2 separate regions of the Sus scrofa genome follow, and region 1 is linked to region 2. Evidence: chromatin contacts called from public Hi-C data. All regions are on one chromosome and are shown on one strand. Each heading gives the region's core, a stretch centred on a gene start, on an enhancer-like site or on the middle of the called end of the contact. The rest is flanking DNA. Distances are from core to core; before and after follow the strand shown.

Region 1 (7,365 bases), core at 4,252-6,751, 78 kb after region 2:
GACTAGTATCCATGAGGACGCAGGTTTGATCCCTGGCCTTGCTCAGTGGGTTAAGGATCCAGCGTTGCCATGAGCTGTAATGTAGGTTGCAGATGTGGCTCAGATCTGGTGTTGCTGTGACTGTGGTGTGGGTGGCAGCTACAGCTCTGATTTGACCCCAGCCTTGGAACCTCCACATGCTGCAGGTGTGGCCCTAAAAAAAAAAAAAAAAAAAAAAAAAAAAAGTGGTACATGAAAGTGGCCACTGAGTTTACTTTATTGATCTTACTCTGAGAAATATACCTAACATTTGGAAACAGCCCAAAGTATTATATTCTGAAACTTTGTCCTTCAGAAATGACTACGCCAAATATAGTAAATCTGACAGATAAAAAACCAGGCTTGGAGATCCTGCTGCAGTGAAGTAGGTTAAGAATCCGCAGTTGCCACGCCTGTGGCATAGGTCGAAGCTGTACTCAGATTCCATCCCTGGCCTGAGAACTTCCATATGCTGCAGGTGTGGCTGAAAAAAAAAAATAGGCTCAAAAGATCTTCCTAAGTTTTAGAATTACATTAGAATATTAAGTAATCACCAAGTTTACCCTTATGTTCCATCACTTGATTGCTAAACATTGCTTCCTCTTTTCAGTCATGCAATTCCCAATTAAGTAACCATAAAATCACTAGCCCTCCCACTCACATAGAAAAAAGTTTAAACATCACTCTTTGCGGTCAGAGGGGAGGAAAATTGAGGACATATGGAAGGTATCACTTTCGTCTTTCTTGAGATTTCAGAGCAAATTTCAGATTTTGTATTGGTTGATAAGAAAAAAGAATCAGGCTCTCCAAACACCTCCTAGGGATAGTTCATGAGCCTGTGGAGTTCCCATTGTGGTGCAGTGGAAATGAATTCGACTAGTATCCTTGAGGATGCGGGTTCGATCCCTGGCCTCACTCATTGAATTGAGGATCTGGCGTTGCCACAAGCTATGGCGTAGGTCACAGATGCGGCTTGGATTCAGCATTGCTGTGGCTGTGGCGTAGGCCTGCATTTGCAGCTCAGATTTGACCCCTAGCCTGGGAACTTCCATATGCCACAGGTACAGCTGTAAAAAAAATTAAAAAGGAAAAAAAATGCATTTTGAGAAACCTCCTTCCTCTGTAAGACAGTGTATGTCAAAGGGTGTGGAGATGGAAACGGGGGAAAATGAACCATTAATAAATGATACTAGTGTTAATTAGAGGGAGTGAAACAAAATAGGGAATATTAAGATAAAATAGAGTGATTCTTTCTCCTTGCTTTAAAAAAAAAAAGTAAATAGTGTTCCAATGGATTGCAGTTTGGCCCCGATTTTCCACTTCTTTCTTTATCCATGTCATCTGCAGTGTGAGCTCACAGTTTCTTCGGTTGAGGGGAGGAGGCTGTTGGCTCACCCCTTGAATCTCTGCGAGACTTGTGACTTGCCTGGACCGTTAGAAAGCAGTGGAATCGATGTGGGTTCCAGAGTCTAGGCCTCAAGAAAGTAGGCATGCACCTCCTTCGTCTTTCACACCCCTACCTCTTCCATGACCTGCCCAGGCTCGCTTGCTCCAAGGTGAACCATGTAGGCCGGAGCAGATTCAGCCTGGCAGTGCCAGCCAAGACCCCAGACATAGGAGAGAGAGCCCGAGAGGAACAGAACTTCCTGGGCAACCCGTGGCTGCCTGAGGATGCGTAGGTGAGCCCAGCTCCCATCAACAGAATCACTCACAGAACTTCTAGGTCCACGGCAAGTCGTAAAGCGTTCTTGTTTTACGACTCCAATTTTAGAGTAATTTGTTACATGGCAAATATAAGCTGTATGAAAAACTCAGGAAAAAAATCCTGAAGGGGCCCAGAATGAGCATTGAAGGTGATGGTATTCACGCTTACATTGTATGGGAAAGTTTTCGGGCGATTAGCATAACATAACAAACATGCTGGTTTTACCATGAGTTATACTTGCTTTGAAAATCCCTGGAATCATGGATACCACAGGGGTTGCCATGTAGAAAATACAGGTCCTTTCTTTTAGACCATTCTAACCCAATAACTAGCACGTTGTTCCACCTATGTAGAAAAGAAGCTATCTGGGGAGTTCCCCTTGTGGCTCAGTGGTAACGAACCTGACTAGGATCCATGAGGATGTGGGTTCAATCCCTGGCCTCGCTCAGTGGGTTAAGGATCTGGCATTGCTGTGAACTATGGTGTAGGTTGCAGATGTGGCTTGGATCCGGCGTTGTTGGGACTGTGGTGGAGGCCAGCAGCTGCAGCTCCAATTGGACCCCTAGCCTGGGAACTTCCATATGCTGGAGATGTGGCCCTAAAAAGACCAAAAAATAAAAACAAGAAAGAAAGGAAGAAAAGAAAAGAAACAAGCTATCTGGCGATCTCATTCTCTGAAATCAAAGTAGAAACTGGGGATGAGGGCAGGAGAAATTGGCTGAGCCGCCAAAATAGAGCTAAAATCCACCAGCAGTACATTCATCTCTGCTGAAGCCAATCTGAAATTTACTCAGAGCTTTTTTGATGCTTAGCGTAACAAGCTTAGTGGTCTTAGTCCCAAATCCGTAGTTGATGAGAAGTGGCAAGTTAGAAGAAGAGAAAAGAATTACTAGAGGTCTATGCACATTGGTAACAAGTGACATCTGAGGACCTAAGGAAAAGGAAATGAAAGAAATGCTACAAGCAGATACAAAAACTCAGAAGCCTAGCAACCTGGGGTCATTCAGTATAAGGGAAAATAAGTCCGTATCCCACAGACAAAGGCATCTTTGTACTCTATTTCTTCATTCATTCACTCATTCACTCATTCACATGCAACAAAGGCTATATACACTCAGCTTATTTTTTTTTTTTTTTTTGATCAGTACACTGGCCAGAACCTAAAGGGCTGGGAATATTAATTGTTTGACACAGTAACATTTGTAGCAACAGTGATGTTTTTAATTCACAAAAGAGTTAAATCATGTTAAGTCAGCTAAAATATTCATGCAGGTTGGTTAAGATTTTTGCCTATGTCGGTGTTCCCGTCAAGGCTCAGCAGTAACAAACCTGGCATAGTATGTATGAGTACATGGGTTCAATCCCTGGCCTCGCTCAATGGATTAAAAATCCCGTGTTGCCGTGAGCTGTGGTGCAGGTTGCAGACGTGGCTCTGATCTGGCGTCGCTGTGGCTGTAGTGTAGGCTTGGCAGCTACAGCTCTGATTCAATCCCTAGCCTGGGAACCTCCATATGCCATGAGTGTGGCCTGAAAAAAAGAGGAAGAGCTTTGCCTATGTCTAAAGGGTAAATTTGGAGGTTCCGTCACGGCTCAGCAGAAACAAATCTGATTAGTAACCATGAGGTTCGATCTCTGGACTCTCTCAGTGGGTTAAGGATCCAGTGTTGGCATGAGCTGTGGTGTAGGTCACAGATGCGGCTCGGATCTGGCATGGCTGTGGCTGTGGGGTAGGCCAGCGGCTCCAGCTCTGATTTGCTCCTAGCCTGGGAACCTCCATATGCCTCAGATGCAGCCCTAAAAAGACAATAAATAAATAAATGGTAAATTTTAAGTTGTCTGCAAAGTACAGACACTGAGAATGACTCATTCCAGGGTGCTCCTACATGGCTTAAGTTTTGCATTATTAATATATAATAAGTCAGTTTGCCTAATGCAAGTTTTGTGGAATTAGCATGTCCGGTTCCAGTACAGAAATGTGCACATTTGTTGGAAAAAGGAAAGGCGAACTCGTGTAGCTTTTCCTTTAAAGAGGCAAAATTTGTTTATAACTAATTTCAAGAGAAAAATAATTAGGTTGCTTTAAAAATGGGGAGGGAAAGACCAAATTACATGATATTTGAGGCATTAAAAGAAGAAAAATTGTTTTCTTCTTCTAAAAATAACTCCTTAAATCTTCTGCTGAAAGTAAAAAATATCAAATACACTAACATTTTCTTTTTTTTTTTTTAACTTCTCTCTGGTATTTAAAAACAGAATCAGTTATTTTCAGAAATGAGGAAGTTTTGACCTACTAGGTAAAGTTCTGCTGCAGGTGGTATTGATCGCTTTCCTGTGATATTGGATATAATAAGATATTGATATTGAGCTGCTCTAACAAATGAGCCAATCCGAGGAAGGGGTCGTGGGAACCCTGATTTGCAGCCCATGGCTCACACACACACACACACACACACACACACACACACACACATGCGGCTCTCAGCCAGATCTCCTAGAACCTTTGTAATTTCCTAAGCACTAAAGGTGCCAGGAACATCTTTTGTTCTAAGACTTGGTCTCTGACTCATCTCTTAGAATTTCCCAAATCATGGGAGCATCTTTGGTTCTAATGCAGTGGCTCTTGCTGGGCTTCTAGAGCGCTTTAGTCTAGGGGCTGGCCACCTGAAAGAGCAAGCCATAATGAGAAGCAGGGACGTGTCAGCCCTACTCCCCCATCCCCCAGAGTGGGAAGAGGGATGGAGGTTGAGTTAATAATGGATCCTGCCTATGAGATGAAGCTTGCATAAAAAGCTCTGAACTGCTGCGTTGGGAGAACCTCCACGATGCTGAACACATCGAGGTTCCCAGAGGGTGGCACAGCCTGGGAGGGCGTGGAATCTCTGCCACTCCTCCCCCACACCTCGCCCTCTGCGTCTCTTCCATCTGGCTGTTCCCGAGATGGGTCCTTTGAACATGAACTGGTAATCTAGTGAGGACAATGTTCTCCTGAATTCTTTGAGCTGCTCTAACAAATGAGCCAATCCGAGGAAGGGGTCGTGGGAACCCTGATTTGCAGCCCATGGATCAGAAGTATGGATGACACCGTGGGACTTGATGGGCGTCTGAAATGGGAGCAGTCTTGGGGGACGGAGCCTTTAACTTGCGGATTCTGTTGCTAACTCCAAGTAGATTGTGTCAGTACTGAAATGAATTGGAGGACACCCAGCTGGGGTTGAAGAATTGGTCAGGGTGGGGGAAATTGCACACAGTTGATGACGAAGTGAAATAGTGTTGAGAGGAGAGACAGAGCTTTTCCTTCTCGCCCCCGCCCCCACACTTTTGGGCTGCTTCCCTCCTCGGTGACAGGTCCAGGACTAGCCGTCATGCTCTGCATTGGGACATTTCATTCACTGAGGTCCGGGAAGCAAGGAGCCATCCCACACAGAGGGGGCTCTGACCAAGAGGGAATGAAAAGAGGCATCAGAGGGATCAGAGAGGAAGCACGTAGTTGATGTCCTATAACCCAGCTAAACACTCAATATGAGGCAGAACAAGGACATTTTCTGACTTCTGTTTCCTTTTTTTTTTCTTTATTGAATAACGTATTGATACATAATCTATGTAAAGCAAAGTGTATAATGAACACTAATCTTAAGTATACAACTCAATAAGTTGTTAACATATGTGGGCACCATGTAACACCCATGCAGATCAAGATATAGAACATTCTAGACCCTATTTCCCTCATGCCCCTTGACAGTCAATATCCTGCCCCTTAGTAATCACATTCTGACTGCTAATATCGTATGCTTATTTTGCAAGCTCTTGAATTTCATATAAATAGAATCCTGTACTACATGCAGTTTTGTGTGTCTTTTGCTCAGAAATCTTCTCATGATTCATGTTGTGTGCAGCAAGAGTTTGCTTTTATTGCGGTATAATCTTCAATTATATGATGCCACTGAAATGCATTTATCCATTAATAAACATTTGGTTTGTTTTCAATTTTTGGTTATCAGAAGAAAGCTGCTCTAAACATTCTTGTACACCTTTTGATAGAAATGCATTCATTTCTCTTGGGCATATATTATATAGGAGTCAGATTCCTAGATCATAAGATAGTGTGTGTTTAGCTACTGTCAGACTTTTCCAAAGTCATTGTCCCAGCTGATATTCCTTCTAGCACACTATGAAGGTATAGCAATTAAGACAGTTTTTTTGTTGTTGTTGTTTGGTTGGGTTTGTTTTGTTTTGTTTTTTAAAAGGGAGTTCCCGTTGTGGTGCAGTGGAAATGAATCCAACTAGGAACCATGAGGTTGTGGGTTCGATCCCTGACCTCACTCAGTGGGTTAAGGATCCGGCGTTGCCATGAGCTGTGGTATAGGTTGCAGACATGGCTCAGATCTGGCATGGCTGTGGCTGTGGCTGGCACCTGTAACTCTGATTCGACCCCTAGCCTAGGAATCTCCATATGCTGAGGGTGCAGCCCTGAAAAAAAAAAAAAAAAGAGTGTGGTATAAAGGCGAGGATATAAAATAGGCTCAGACTTCCCGTATGGCTCAAAACGTAAACTAGGCTATATTTTTTTCACATTTTAAGTTAATAAAGGATTGTCTTTTCTATAAATGGTACTGGAGCAATTATATATCCACATGGAATAGTATAAACCTTGAGCTCTACCTCAAATTAGAGATTAGCATAGACTTAAGTAACCTAAATGGAAAAAGTAACAAACAAAACTTTAGAATTAAACGTAAGGAGTTCCTGTCATGGAGCGCTGGAAACGAATCCAACTAGGAACCATGAGGTTGCGGGTTCGATCCCTGGCCTTGCTCCGTGGGTTAAGGCTCTGGTGTTGCCATGAGCTGTGGTATAGGTCACAGATGTGGCTGCGGCATAGGCCGGCAGATGTAGCTCCGATTCAGCCCCTCGCTTGGGAACCTCCATATGCCACGGGTACGGCCCTAAAGAGCCAGAAATAAATAAATAAAACATAAGAGGAGTTCCCATTGTGGCATAGTGTCTGTGAGGATGCCAGTTCAATCCCTGACCTCCCTCAGTGGGTTAAGGATCCAGCGTTGCTGTCAGCGTGAGGCGAGTCGCAGATGCGAGGCAGATCTCACAGAGCTGTGGCTGTGGCGTAGGCCGGCAGCTGCAACTCTGATTCAACCCCGGGAACTTCCACATGCCACAGGTGTGGCCCTAAAAAAAGAGAGAGAGAGACTATATTATGATCTTGGGGGTAGACACAGATTTTATAAACAGTATGCAATGAGCACTAACCGTAAAAGAAAAAAATTAAAAATCAGCCTTTATAAAATGAGGAACTTCTGTTCATCCAAAGTGTTAAGGAAGTGAAAAGACAAGTCACAGACTTGTGAAGATATTCACTATATATATATATCCATAAAGGACTCATATTCCAAATATACAAGGAACTCCTACAGACCTACAGCAGAGACAAAAAAAAAATCCTAAATGGACAAAACACTTGGACACTCACTTCTCAACAAAATACACGTAAATAACTAATAAGCATGAAAAAATTCTCCATATTATCAGCCATCAGGAAAATGCAAATTAGGATCACAAGGCAATGCCACCTCATGTGGACCAATACAGCTAAAAGTGAAAACCATTTGGTGATAATAGGGACAGGGAGC
Region 2 (7,477 bases), core at 414-2,913:
CGCAAAAAAAATCTTCTTTCTGCCGACCTCAAACGGTGGGAACACGCCCTTCCTCTCTTAGATGCTAGCCTCAATCACATCCCTCCGCTCCCCCATCCCAGGCCCATGCTGCCTTGGGGGGACTCGTGGAAATGCACAAGAGAAAAGCCCACTAATGTGCATTTTAAGATGTGATTATTGAGTGCTGTTATAATCACGTCAGAGCGGTATACAGAGGGCCAGGCCCTGTTCTGTGTGCTTCACACGACTTAAGTCACCTTAATCCTGATCCCAGCCTAATGCGCAAACAGGCAGAGAGAGGTTGAGTAACTTGCCCAAGGCCACCCAGCTGTCAAGACCAACCAGGTATTTGAATCTAGGGGGGCTCCGGAGTCTATGTTCTTAACCTCTTCTCTCCCTCCGTGGGGCCCCTTCCCTTTGGCACGCCCCCCCCCCACGTCTCTTCTTGGGAGACACAAAGATGAAGAGCTCCGAGAAAACATTCTTTTGACATGGGAAGCCCGGGATAGCTCACTCCCAAAATGCTTTTTGGAAGGAGTTGGGGTGCGATATGGAGAAAGTAAATGTATGTGCAGGAAGCCGATTCAGGTGGGTTTCTTATCCGTCACTTAAAGCTCCCCCTCCCAACAGTGCCTGATCTGTCTCTGCGGAGTCCAAGTCCTTGCTTCAGGCGCTTTTGAATTCCCAACCCCTCCGTTAACCTAGTTTGGCTTAGTGTAAAATTCTCCCACCCTCACTCCCTAGCCTCGCTCATTCCTGCCTCCTGGCCTTCTGTCCATCACCTACACTAGGCTCTGCACAATTTACAAGATGTTCTGATGCAATTATATAGTGCTTGCTGGTTGCATCCTGCATGTGTATCTTATTTTCCCAACTTGACTGTGAACTCCTGGAGGGCGAGGACCGTATCCCACCTGACTCGCAGCCCCCACAGGGCTAACACTGTAGGGAGCGCAGAGGAGGGGGTCAGTAAATATTTGTGGTTTGATCCACTTGGGACAAAAAACTTAACTATGTTTTCATTATTCATTCAGCTCTGACTTGCTTACTCTTCAAATCGTTGAAACAAATTCAGTTTCTGGCTTCCTTTACATTTCAAATATGTGCATGGAGCTCTGTGCTAAACTGCCCTGCTGGTTCCTTGCTGAGTGGCTTTGGGCTAGGTGCATTCACCCTCTGTGCCTCAGTTTCCACTACTGTAAAATGGGCATTTAATTGAACTATCCCATAAGGTTGGTGTGAGGAGTAAATGAGAGAATACACATTGAACAACCAGACTAGTGCCTGGCACGTGGTAAACATTCAGTAAATGTCAAGAATGGATGCAGGAGTTCCCTGGTGGCTCAGCAGATTAAGGATCCGGCGTTGTCACTGCCGCGGCGGCCGGAAACATCTGCATCCGGGGACATAGCCAAAAAAAAAAAAAAAAAAAAAAAAAAAGGATGCATGTTCCTCAGTTGCCTTATAATCTCATATAATGTCTGCTACCCTTTAGTTTCTATACCCTTACATGCACATGACAAAACATAATATTTTAAGTATTTAAACATGTCTATCCATTCACCCATTTCCTCACGTTTTTCCAATACCCTATGTGATTTTCAAATGAACCCCTTGACGGGCCCACTGTCCTGGCCGCCAGGTGGCGGTGTTCATTCAGTCAGGCGCAGACTCAGCAGCTGCTTTACACTGGGGCTGGCACGCGCTTAGGACGCGATTTCAGAAGTTCCACATATTCTCCCTCCTGTTCATTTTTCTTATCCTGTAACTGGATGTTTCTTCAGCTTTTTTTTTTTCTTTCTACTGCTTGACCCACCTCCATGATACATCGACTACCTCCTCGAATATGCACCTTGTAGAAAGTGGCCTCGCAAAAATATGGTTAAGGCTTCCTTACCACCCAGCAAGGTGCTGGCTAGAAATAATGTGTTTGTTTTTTTATTTAAGCCACCTTAGGGAGTTCCCCTGTGGCGCAGGGGAAATGAATCCAACTAGGAACCATGAGGTTGTGGGTCGATCCCTGGCCTCGCTCCGTGGGTTAGGATCTGGTGTTGCCCATGAGCTGTGGTGTAGGTCGCAGACGCAGCTCATATCCCTGCGTTGCTGTGGCTGTGGCGCAGGCCGGCAGCTGTAGCTCCGATTCGACCCCTAGCCTGGGAACCGCCATATGCCGCGGGTGCAGCCCTAAAAAAAAAGCAACAAATAAACAAATAAATAAATAAAAGCCATCTTGGAAGTTCCCTGGTGGCTCAGCAGGTTCAGGATTCGGCATTATCACTGCTGTGATGCAGGTTTGATCCATGGCCTGGGAACCACTGTGTCTGTGGTGTAGGTCGGCAGCTGTAGCTCCGATTGGACCCCTAGCCTGGGAGCCTCCATGTGCCACGGATGCGGCCCTAAAACGCAAAAAACAAAAAACAAACAAAAAAAAAAACCAAAAAAAACCCCACTTTCAACATCCTGAAACTATTTACATCACTAAATGTCAATCACTAAAGTGGCGGGAAAGGGAAATGCCCCGCTGGCCTCCTCACTCCAATCTCTCTACTCCCCTGCACTCCAAGCCCAGGGCAGAGCCATGGTGACCAATCATGACACGCTGCTGCCACTCTGCCACTCGCCATGGCCTCAGGGGCCTTCCCAGCACAGCTATCCTCGAAGATGAGGGTAACCAACAGGCTTGCAAGCCAAACCCCTGTTTACCTTCCCGGGTAGAGCAAGCTTCTGGGTTCAAATGTAGTTTATGTGCAGTTCCCAGAAACCACACCTGCATTGAGCTGCTTCCCAGAGCCACTGCTGAGGCCTCTGCGCCATTTTCTCCTCCCTGGTATGATGACAACAGCAAGGCATGAATGACAGCAGCCATCTCCAGTGAGCCCGCCCGGTGTGCTAACTCTGGGGATTCACAGCCATCATCCTGTGTCCTCTTCGAAACAGGGCTGAGCAGTAGCAGGGTGACACTTGTGGAAGCTGCGGCTGAGGTTAAACAATCAGTCCAAGTCACGCAGCCCGGAGGTGGAAGAGCCGCGGCCCCCTGACTTGAAAACCCTCACTCTTCCCCTCCTACTCCCTCGAGGTCCCCCGGGATATCACATGTTCTTGCCTCAGCAGCTAAAAGTGGAATGAGGCCACCACCCGACACCCACAATCCCCAGATGTCCCTCCCCCTCCCTACCCACCGTTCACAACTCTGCAGGAGAATCAGACTTGGCAACTTGACCTGCTGCTCTGGAAAGGCTGTGGTCCTCCACTCTGGTGTCCCAGGGCCCCTGTATCATCCAGATGGGCAGGGCAACCCCATGGCAACAGTGCTGGGGCACATGGTGAGGGAGTTTCCACCATCTGCAGCGAGGAAGGAAGCTGAGAACTCGGCAATGCGGGGAACGCCAAGGAAAGCCGATGAGGTGGCCTGTCCTCTGATTCAGAGCTCAGGTTTGGCTTCTCCAGGTCATGAGTGATTCCTCCTCACTGTGCAGAGGGGCAGCTCCTAAACTGGGAAATTCTCCTCGGGGGTGAGGGGTCAGGGTCAAGGCCTCCATGGCCTGGGTGGATGCATGGACAAACCACTTCTGACCCATGAGACTTCCTCCAAGGACCGGCCTAGATCCCGTCTGACAGGGCTGGGGACAGACCACACTCCTGCTGCTGGGCTATGCGCCGAGTTCACATCCACATCCCCGTCCTGGGGAAGAGAGGAAGGAGCAGGCTGCCGTGATGGTTTTGGTTCACTGCATGGTTGATTTCGTTGGCTTGAAAAATGGGTTGTCATGGAAACCAGGAAAGGCTCATTCTGGAAGGGCCCTGCTAGCCTCGTGTCCATGTTCTTGTCTTATGTAACGAGGTTTCCAGAATTTTTCCACCTGTGGGTATCAACCATTAATGGATCCCAAGACAAGTTTAGTGGGTCACGACCAGAATTTTAAAAAGAAAGAAATAGCCAGAATTGAATACAAGGGAATAGATCAGAGTGCCTTGCACATATCCAGTCAATTATTCTCTGAGGGCATTTTGGTTCAGTTCTATTATAAAATGGATCCTTATTAAAGCGGGCATCCAAAGTGTTTGTAAACGGCTGCTAACCTGCGTCTAACCTTGACAGAAGGGAAAAGCCTGCTTTTTTTTCCCCCAGATGAGCAAAAGATTTTTTTCTAGTGGTCACAAACTGGACACAACCCAAATGGTCATCAAAGGTAGAAGAGATGAATAAATGGGTTTTTTTTAAATTATTAAAGTATAAATAAATTGTTGTAGAAGAGATCAATAAGTATCCAATGGCAATATTATGTATACAGCAAAGAAAGTGAAATGACTAATAGCCATATGTAGTAACATGGATGAAATGTATGAACACCATGTAGAACGTAAGAAACAAGATGAGGCGCTCCCGTCATGGCTCAGTGGTTAACAAACCCCACTGGTATCCATGAGGACACGAGTTTAATCCCTGGCTTTGCTCAGTGGGTTAAGGATCTGGCGTTGCCGTGGCTGTGGTGTAGGCCAGCGGCTGCAGTTCTGATTTAACCCCTGGCCTGGGAACCTCCATATGTGGAGGTGTTTTTAGGGTGCAGCCCCAAAAAGCAAAAAAAAAAAAAAAATCATGATGAACCATGATGGAGGATAATATGAGAAAAAGAATGTATATATGTATGTGTGATTGGGTCACTTTGCTGTACAGTAGAAAATTGACAGAACACTGTAAACCAGCCAAAATGGAAAAAATAAAAATCATTTGAAAAAAGACAAAAAAGAGACAAGATGATAAAGAATACATACTTTATGATTCAGCTTATATAAAATTTTAAAAGCAAAACTAGGAGTTTCCACTGTGGCGCAGGTGGTCGAGAATCTGACTGCAATGGCTCAGGCCACTGTGGAGGTGCAGGTTTGATGGTGGTGCAGTGGGTTAAAGATCCAGTGTTGCTGCAGCTGCAGCTTGGATTCAGTCCCTGGCCTTGGAACTTCCTTCCGTAGGCTGCAGGTGCAGCCATGGGGGAAAAAAAAAAAAAAAAAAAACTAAACTCTGTGGTTTAGGTGTACATCCATAGCGGGTACAATTAAAAAGGAGAGTGATCATTACATAATATCAGGGAAATGGTTACCCCAGGAGGGAAGGCTGTTGATAATGATCAAGAAGGGACACCAGCTGGGGGAACCAGAGGACTGGCCATGTTCTGTTTCTTAACCCTGCTGGTGCTTACGTGCAAATTCGCTTTAATAGTGGTAGTTAAAGTATATGATTATGTGATATGCACATCTAGGTATTCATCTTTCATAATTTTATTTTATTTTTTTTTCATTTTTTTATTACTCGAATGTATCACATCTGTATTGTATAATGATCATAACAATCTGATTTCACAGGATTTCCATCCCACAGCCCAAGCACATCCCCCCACCCCCCAAACTGTCTCCTCCGGAGACCCTAAGTTTTTCAATGTCTGTGAGTCAGCATCTGTTCTGCAAAGAAGTTCCATCAGTCCTTTTTTCAGATTCCACATGTCAGTGAAAGCATTGGATGTTGGTGTCTCATTGTATGGCTGACTTCACTTAGCATGATAGTTTCTAGGTCCATCCGTGTTGCTAAAAATGCTGGTATTTCGTTCTTTTTAATGGCTGAGTAATATTTCATTGTGTATATGTACCACATCTTCTGGATCCACTCCTCTGTCGATGGACAGTTAGGTTGTTTCCATGTCTGGGCTATTGAAAAGAGTGCTGCAATGAACATTGGAGAACGTGTGTCTGTGCGAGTCGTGGTTTTCTCTGGATGGATGCCCAGGAGTGGGACTGCTGGGTCAAATGTAGTTCTATTTTTAGTTTTCTGAGGAATCTCCATACTGCTTTCCACAGTGGTTGCACCAATTCACAATCCCACCAACAGTGTAACAGGGTTCCTTTTTCTCCACACCCTCTCCAGCACTTATTGTTTGTAGACTTTTGGATGATGGCCATTCTGGCTGGTGTAAGGTGGTACCTCATCGTGGTTTTGATTTGCATTTCTCTAATAATGAGTGACGCTGAACATCTTTTCATGTGTTTCTCGGCCATCTGTATGTCTTCTTTGGAGAACTGTCTGTTTAGATCTTCTGCCCATTTTTGGATGGGGTTGTTTGTTTTTTTGGTATGGAGCTGCAGAAGTGTTTATAAATTTGGAGATGATCCCTTGTCAGTCAATTCACTTGCAAAGATTTTCTCCATTCTGTGGGTTGTCTTTTTTTTGTTTAGGGTTTCCTTTGCTGTGCAGAAACTTTGAAGTTTATTAATCCCATTTGTTTATTTTGTTTTATTGTCATACTCTGAAGGTGGATCTGAGAAGATGTTGCTGTCGTTTATGTCAGAGAGTGTTTGGCCTTGTTTCCTCTAGAGTCTGATAGTGTCTGGTCTTATATCTAGGTCTTTAATCCATTTGGAGTTTATTTTTGTGTATGGTGTTAGGGAGTGTTCTCATTTCATTCTTTTCCATGTGGCTGTCCAGTTTTCCCAGCACCACTTATTGAACAAGCTGTCTTTTCTCCATTGTATAGTCTTGCTTCCTTTGTCATAGATTAGTTGGCTGTAAGTGCATGGGTTGAATTCTGGGCTTTCTACCCTGTTCCATGGATCTATAGTTCTGTCTTTGTGCCAGTACCATGTGGTTTAGATGATTGTTGCTTTGTAGTATAGTCTGAAGTCCGGGAGCCTGATTCCTCCAGCTCCATGTTTCTTTTTCAGGATGTCTTTGGCTATTCTGGGTCTGTTGTACTTCCAAACAAACTTGAAAATATTTTGTTTGAGTTCTGTGAAAAATGTCCTTGGTAATTTGATAGGGATTGCATTGAATCTGTAGATTGCCTTGGGTAGTATAGTCATTTTGATAATATTAACTCTTCCAATCCACAAGTATGGTATGTCTTTCCATCTATTTGTGTCATCTTTGATTTCTTTCATCAGTGGCTTGTAGTTTTCAGAGTACAGGTCTTTTGTTTCTTTAGGTAGGTTTACTCCTAGGTATTTTATGCTTTTGGATGCGATGGTAAGTGGGATTGCTTCCCTAATTTCCTTTTCTGCTTTTTCATTGTTAGTATATAGAAACGCTATCGATTTCTGTGTATTGATTTTGTATCCTGCAACTTTGCCATATTCGTGGATAAGCTCTAACAGTTTTCTGGTAGAGTCTTTCAGATTCTCTAGGTATAGCATCATGTCATCTGCAAATAGCGATAGTTTTACTTCTTCCTTTCCAATTTGGATTCCTTTTATGTCTTTTACTTCTCTGATTGCTGTGGCTAGGACTTCCAGAACTATGTTGAAGAGTAGTGGTGAGAGAAGACATCCTTGTCTTGTTCCTGATCTCAGTGGGAATTCTTTCAGCTTTTCACCATTGAGAATGATGTTCGCTGTGGGTTTGTCGTATATGGCCTTTTTCATATTGAGGTAGGTTCCCTCCGTGCCCACTTTCTGAAGGGTTCTTATCAGAAATGGGTGTTTAATTTTGTCA

The links. A called contact is a pair of places that touch in the nucleus more often than the background predicts.
Region 1: a Hi-C map of alveolar macrophages shows a contact between it and region 2, with 3 times the contacts expected there. The contact joins two enhancer-like sites. A contact is called at or near these places in 1 of 5 promoter capture datasets (liver), 11 of 47 Hi-C or Micro-C datasets (alveolar macrophages, blood, brain and 6 more) and 1 of 2 datasets of contacts at active chromatin or transcription factors (alveolar macrophages).

Annotation. Positions count from the first base shown.
Region 1 is chrX:33,688,505-33,695,869 of Sscrofa11.1, forward strand. No RefSeq gene overlaps it. Among named protein-coding and RNA genes, the nearest start is that of DYNLT3, 32 kb to the right of the region's middle. Within about 2 kb of position 5,502, at least 2 of the 83 cell types and tissues checked have an H3K27ac peak or open chromatin away from gene starts, as enhancers often do. A contact at or near this core is called in alveolar macrophages, where this site is marked.
Region 2 is chrX:33,613,953-33,621,429 of Sscrofa11.1, forward strand. No RefSeq gene overlaps it. Among named protein-coding and RNA genes, the nearest start is that of GP91-PHOX, 37 kb to the right of the region's middle. Within about 2 kb of position 1,664, at least 1 of the 83 cell types and tissues checked has an H3K27ac peak or open chromatin away from gene starts, as enhancers often do. A contact at or near this core is called in alveolar macrophages, where this site is marked.